Linked DNA regions of Sus scrofa: region 1 is linked to region 2. Evidence: chromatin contacts called from public HiChIP or PLAC-seq data. All regions are on one chromosome and are shown on one strand. Each heading gives the region's core, a stretch centred on a gene start, on an enhancer-like site or on the middle of the called end of the contact. The rest is flanking DNA. Distances are from core to core; before and after follow the strand shown. Region 1 has its middle 3.9 kb from the start of PLGRKT. Region 2 has its middle 30 kb from the start of RIC1.

What was found. HiChIP or PLAC-seq counts read pairs in DNA pulled down with a chosen protein or histone mark.
Region 1: an H3K27ac HiChIP or PLAC-seq map of alveolar macrophages shows a contact between it and region 2, with 2.7 times the contacts expected there. The contact joins two enhancer-like sites. A contact is called at or near these places in 10 of 47 Hi-C or Micro-C datasets (alveolar macrophages, embryonic fibroblasts, fetal skeletal muscle and 5 more) and 2 of 2 datasets of contacts at active chromatin or transcription factors (alveolar macrophages and skeletal muscle).

Annotation. Positions count from the first base shown.
Region 1 is chr1:216,686,518-216,689,811 of Sscrofa11.1, reverse strand. It overlaps a transcript of CD274 not described here. Among named protein-coding and RNA genes, the nearest start is that of PLGRKT, 3.9 kb to the left of the region's middle. Within about 2 kb of position 1,586, at least 3 of the 83 cell types and tissues checked have an H3K27ac peak or open chromatin away from gene starts, as enhancers often do. A contact at or near this core is called in alveolar macrophages, where this site is marked.
Region 2 is chr1:216,523,286-216,526,451 of Sscrofa11.1, reverse strand. It overlaps the pseudogene LOC100152856. Among named protein-coding and RNA genes, the nearest start is that of RIC1, 30 kb to the right of the region's middle. Within about 2 kb of position 1,426, at least 3 of the 83 cell types and tissues checked have an H3K27ac peak or open chromatin away from gene starts, as enhancers often do. A contact at or near this core is called in alveolar macrophages, where this site is marked.

The sequences.
Region 1 (3,294 bases), core at 337-2,836, 160 kb before region 2:
CTTCCTTTCCCTGTTACCTTGTATGAAGACAAATATTACAATTTAGTTTCTGGATCAGAGTACTGACATCACCTCATAGCAATAAAGTAGTTGGTGGGATTCTGGGAGTCTCAGAATCTTTAGGGGATGAGATTCTCTCCATCTGAGCAAAGAGCAAGGGTAAATCCTGGGTAGCAAAACAGGTAGACAATCTGGGTCTTCTTTTGGTCTCCCCTCATAGCAGTTCTCCTTTAACTGTCCTATGCTATACTCCAGAAGCTGACCTCTTTGAAAGACACTACCTGGGCTCTTCTTAGCTGGTTTCCACTTGGGTTTGGGCTGTGGAGGCATCCACAGGGGACTGGAGGCAGGAGGAAAGAGAGGTAGGGTGTTTTATCCATTATTTCTCTGAGGCTGAGGATCTGGTCGTGGCTGTGTTCCTCCACAACTGCAGCTCTTGACCAGTGGCTCTTCCTCTGTGGCTCCAGATCACAAAGCTCTGGAAATGCTCTCCTCCATTGCTCTTCAGCTTAGAGATGACATGGGCTTCCTGCTGTTGCTGTAGCCTGATGGTTCTTAACTGCAACTTGGTGGCTGGAATGCTGCAACTGGATGGTTCTCTTAACCATCACCTTACTCCTTTAAATAGTGAGACCAACTGAGTAGAATTCCAATTCCTGATGGAAACTCAATGGATACACTTTAAAGTATACACACCCATTATAAATACACATGTATGTATTTTAAAATATCAGTGAGAAAAAGTGACCCATGAGAATATACACTCTGGGAATTGAAAGAAATCTTGGTATAGATACTGAACAGATTTTATAAAGTATACAGTAAGAATATTAAGGGGAAATTATTTCAATATCAAATGACATATAACTTTAATTTGTGTATTACTTATAATCATATGAATTTGTGAATGTATGTGTATATGTTTCATACACACATACAAGTAGGTACTTTAAAATCATTTTTCATTATAGAATAAGGATTTCATGTGTTAAAAGATATTTATATGTATAATTTTAAACATATATAAGATTTTCAGCAAGTATGTATACAATTTCCATTGTTGGAGATTTCTGATTTTTGCTACTGTCAATAACATCATGATGACTATCTTCATAAATGTATTGCTTTTTAATATTTTAATTGGAAATACTAGACTATATAGAATATATACTGAAAGAATTAGTGTAAGATCCTCAACTCATTGAAAATCTACCCCAGGACAGTAAAATTGCTAAATATTTCCCTGTATAGCCATAAAATAATTTTTTTTAAAAAACAAAATTTTTGAAAGTTCAAAATATGCTTAGAGGTATTTCCTTTTAACAGATGCTTTTGAAAGAAGTGTGAATTTCTCCATTAAAGTGGGAACCAGGTTTAGCCAAGAACTTTAATCTGTGAAGAGCACGTAATTGCACAAGGTGGGAGTAAGGCTAGAAGCTCTTCAATATTAAACTCTTCTGGAATGGTGTTGCCCATACTCTGGAACAATCTGAATTTTAACCTTAGACTTCAGTCATGGGGCACACCTGAAGGCTGGGTACAGCCTAATCCGCAGAATATCACTGAGCTTTGTACAGCCTTCTTTGGACTTTGTGCATTCCTCAACAGTGACACCATGTGGCACTATAATAGAATGACAGCAGTGAACTCATTCTCTCCCTACCTAGCTAATTTTAGGTTGAGATATAATTCACATATCATAAAATTCACCATTTAAAAGTGTACAGTTTTAGGGAGTTCCCATTTTGGCTTATTGGGTTAAGGACCTGATGCAGGTTTGATTCCTGGCCTCGCATAGTGGGTTAAGGATCCAGCACTGCCTTGGCTGTGGTAGGCCTGCAGCTACAGCTCTGATTTGACCCCCTAGCCAGGGAACTTCCATATGAGGGTGGGTGCAGCCATAACAAGAAAAAAAGTTTACAGTTTAATGGCTTTTAGTATATTCAAAAAATTTTTCAATCATTACCCCTATCTAATTCCATGCATTTTCTTTACCTCCCAAAAGAAACCCATTAACCATTAGCAGGTAATTCCCATGGTCCTCCTAGCCCCTTAGCCCCTGGAAGCTCCCAATCTGCTTTCTGTTTCAATAGATTGCCTATTCTAGACCTTTTATATAAATGGAATCATACAACATATGGCCTTTTGTATTTGACTTCTTTCATTTAGCATAAGGTTTTCAGGGCTCATCCAAGTTGTAACATGTATCAGTACTTCATTCTTTTTAATGACTGAATAATATTTCACTGTGTGGATATACAATTTTTGTTTATCCATTTAAAATTGATGAACATTTATATTGTTCCTATTTTTTTGCTATTATGAATAATGCTGCTATGAACACTTGTGTACAAGTTTTTTGACATATGTTTTCAATTCTCTTGGTTAGGTATATATGTAGAAGTAGAATTCTATGTTAAATGGCAGTTCTATGTTTAATTTTATAAGGTTGAACAAATACATGATGACACCAGCATTGAATAAAATACAAATTTCACTACACACTTAGATGGTAGTTAAAGGCATAGACATTGAAGCCAGGGTACCTGGGTTTGAATCTTAGCTGTACTGCTTCCTAGCTATGTAAGCTTAAACAAATTACTAAAGTTTTGTGTCTCAGTATCCACATCTCTAAAATAGGGGCAATAGTAATATCTTCCTCATAAGATTGTTATAAAATTTATATGAGCTAAAATAGGCAAATCACCAAGACATGGTGTCTGAAATATAAAAAATGCTATGTTTTACTATTACTATTATTTTAAATCTATATTATAATTACTGAATTTTGTTTTCTTAACTGATAGTTGAAAAAAGTGAGGATATGGTTTGTTGAGGTTTACCATTGAAAGGGATGACAGTAATTTAAGGAGGCAGCCAAATCAATGAGAGCTTTTTTGAACAGTGGGCACTTATATTTCAGAGTGTAATTTGAATAAAACTAAGGCTTCACATGGTTCAGTCCAAGCATGTAATAGCATTCTAAGAAAACATAAACTGACTTCTAAAACACTGAAGAATAATACTTTCTTAAAGAGTCCCTACAAATGATCTGCATGGCATATTTAATAGGAAACTTCTAAAATCTTCTCTAGATATTTGTCTTTCCAAATATTTTTTCCACTTCCAGTAGCTACTTATATTTTTCCTACTTCTCAATCATGAGTTCTCCATATCACTTAGACTGAACCCTGATAACCCTCTACCTACAGCCATGCCACTCACATAACCATGTTCCCAGCCAGTGACTCAGCTTCCTGCACTTCTGAGAAATTCACCCTGGTCTCTTAGCCA
Region 2 (3,166 bases), core at 177-2,676:
ACTTTTGGCCAAGAGAATGAAGGAGGCCAAAGAAAAATGTCAGGAACAGATTGCCAAGAGCCAGAGGCTCTCCTCTCTGAGAGCTTCTACCTCTATGTTTGAGTCCAGTCAAAAATGAGATATTCTAAGTGTAACAAATAAATGACATCAAATCTTAAAAAAGAAAGAAAGAAAGGAAGAAAGAAAGGTATATAAGGGTGGAAATTTAATAAGAGTTGAAATGTGCAGTAGATTTTGTGGGGAGACCCTAGCAAAATTCAGATCCCATTGTGCCAGTCACTCAGTTTCATCCTACAAGCTGATGACCCTGATGACATGGGCTCTACCAAGAACTAACCTTCAACAATATCTTTTGGTTTCATTTTCCTCATAGTTAGAATAAGGAGAAATGACTCATGTAAGAGGTTTTTCCTTATAGCATCATTTCTAACAGCAAACAGCTGGAAACAACCTAAGTTCTATTTATGGGAGACTGACTAAAAAAATGATTGTAACCCATAAAATGGAATATAATGCAACCATCAAAAGGAGTAAAGTGATCTCAATATGCTGTTATAGAATGATTTCTAGGATATATTGTTAGAGAACTAGGTATATAGTATGCTACATTTTAAAATAAGTGTGATAGGGATATATATTTATATAGTCCTTTATGCCTGTATGTGCATACAACCTATAGAATCAGTTGCTTTGAGAGAACTGGATGAATGGGGAACAAAGACATGAGGAGCAAGGCTGTACTAGTTAGGATACCAGCAGGAGTATACGGCACACTGAAAAGGATAATAGAAGGGACTTGAATGATTTAAAAAGTCATGGACAGGGATAAGGCAGCCAGCAAAGGATGGTGATGAGCCCAGCCTTGGACTAGCTACCGAGGGGAGTCATCACCACGCCTGGGCCTTAAGAGACAAAGGGGGTAAGTGGTTACCTGAACCAGAGAGAGAGAGCTGTAGGTGTAAAAGCCATGGAACAGAAGCCACAGCCTTACATAGAGGAATCCACAGCCCAGCAGGGAAGGAGCTCAGGTTTAAATAAAGACCTGGACTGCAATCTTCCTGTCCTTTAGTTTCTTACCAGTGCTGCCCCCTGGGCAAACCCTACCAGAAGCACGAGGGCAGAGCACATTGTCAGTGCAGCCTTAGAGGTGAGCCTCTGGCAGCCCAGGCAGGTGGACAGTGGATGGATCTGGAGGGCAGAGAATCTCCACCAAGGAAACTGCATGTGTGGTCTTTTCCTTTGTATACATAAACCGTGTGAATATATAACTTATGTGAAAAGTAATCAATTTTGCACACACAAAAAATAAATTTAAAATAATAAAATAAGGGATTAGAGTAGATGGTTTCTAAGTCTCTCCCCTTCTCTGGACTTTACCTATTTCTTTGATGTGAGACCTTTCATGTAATCACAATCCATGGCTCCACCTAGTGTCAAAGCGATGCTTCACTTAGTTCTGAGTGCAGTCTCATTCTAGAGGGATTTGGGGACAGACTTCCTCTCTGCCCCAAATCTCTGGTGTGTATAATTTCATTGTGAATTACACCTGCTTGGCAAATGATCTTATCCCCTAAAAGTAGAAAGTAATTATTTTGAGATACAGAACATTTGTTGTTTTTTCTTTTAAAGAGATAGTGAACATTTACTTAAATTCAACTTTGAACTGAATAGTTAAGATTTTTTTCCCCAACTTTCAAACTGTTCAATACACTTAGAGGTAAACAGCATGTGATCTAAGACAGTAAATCTTCCAAAAGCCCACTTTTGAGCTTATCGCTCCCCTGCTCATATGACCTTAATGCAGCAATTCTCAACCTTGGCTACACACACACACACACATACATACATAATTCCCGGATAGTTTAAGGAAGCTCCTACTGGAGATTCTAATTTAATTGGTCTGAGGTGGTACGCAGGCACAGATTTTTTTTTTCCCCAAGATCACTGAGTGTAATGGGCATCCAGGACTGGGAATTCCTGATTTAATGATTCATTGCTGCCTACTAGGTATATTTTCCTTGGGATGTGCTCCTTTCCCTTTAGACAAACTAGGTTACCTGTAAGACAATTTTCCACTCTCTGTGCCTTACTCATACTACACCCTCTACACTGCTAATGCCTTGAATGTTTTCCACTGCTGCCTCCCTCCAGCTCCACTGCCATAGTTCTGCCTCTCATTCCTGATACTGCATAGGGCTACCTCTTCCAAGCTTTCTCCTGCCTCTCATTTCCAAACAGATATTTGTTCCTCCTCTTTTGAATCTCTGAAGATGTTTTAAAATAACTTTTATGATATTTTTCTCACTAGAAAATTAATACAATTATAGACTATTTATCAAATTGACAACAATCAGAGTGTGATACAGTAGTCCCCTCTTACACATGGGTTTGCTTTCCATGCTTTCAGTGACCTGAAATCAGTTGTAGTCTGACAATACTAAATGCAAAATTCCAAAAATAATCTATTGCTACATTTTGAAGAATGCAACTTCTGAGCAGTGTGATAAAATCTCACAACATTCCACCTGGAATGTGAATCATCCCTTTGTTCATCATATCAATCTTTCCTCACTTAGTAACCCTGTAGGTTTTCAGAACGACTGCTGTGATGTCATAGAGCCTGCGATCAAGTCTCCCTCTTTTACTAATAACAGTCCCAAAGCAGAAGAGCACTAATGCTGGCAATTCACATATGCCGAGGAGAAGTTATAAAGTCCTTCCTTTAAGTGCAAAGGTGAAAATTCTTGACTTAATAAGGAAAGAAAAAAAAATCTTTGGTAAGAACATATCCATGAAATTGTGAAGAAGGAAAAAACAAGGTGTACCAGCTTTGCCATCACACCTCAGACTCCAAAATTTATGGCTACAGTGAGTGGTAAGTACTTAGTTTAGATGGAAAAGTTATCGAATTTGTACAATAAGGTATCTTAAGAGAGAGAGAAAAAAAAAACCACAGTAACATAACTTTTATTACACTATATTGTTATAACTGCTCTACCTTATTATCAATCTCTTACCGCACCTAATTTTTAAATTAATCATAGGTATATATGTATAGAAAAAAAAAAGGACTATGTAGGGTTTGTAGTACCCATAGTTTTAAGCATCCACTGGGACTCTTGGAACATATTATCCCCTATACATAAGGGAGACTACTGTATTTCTG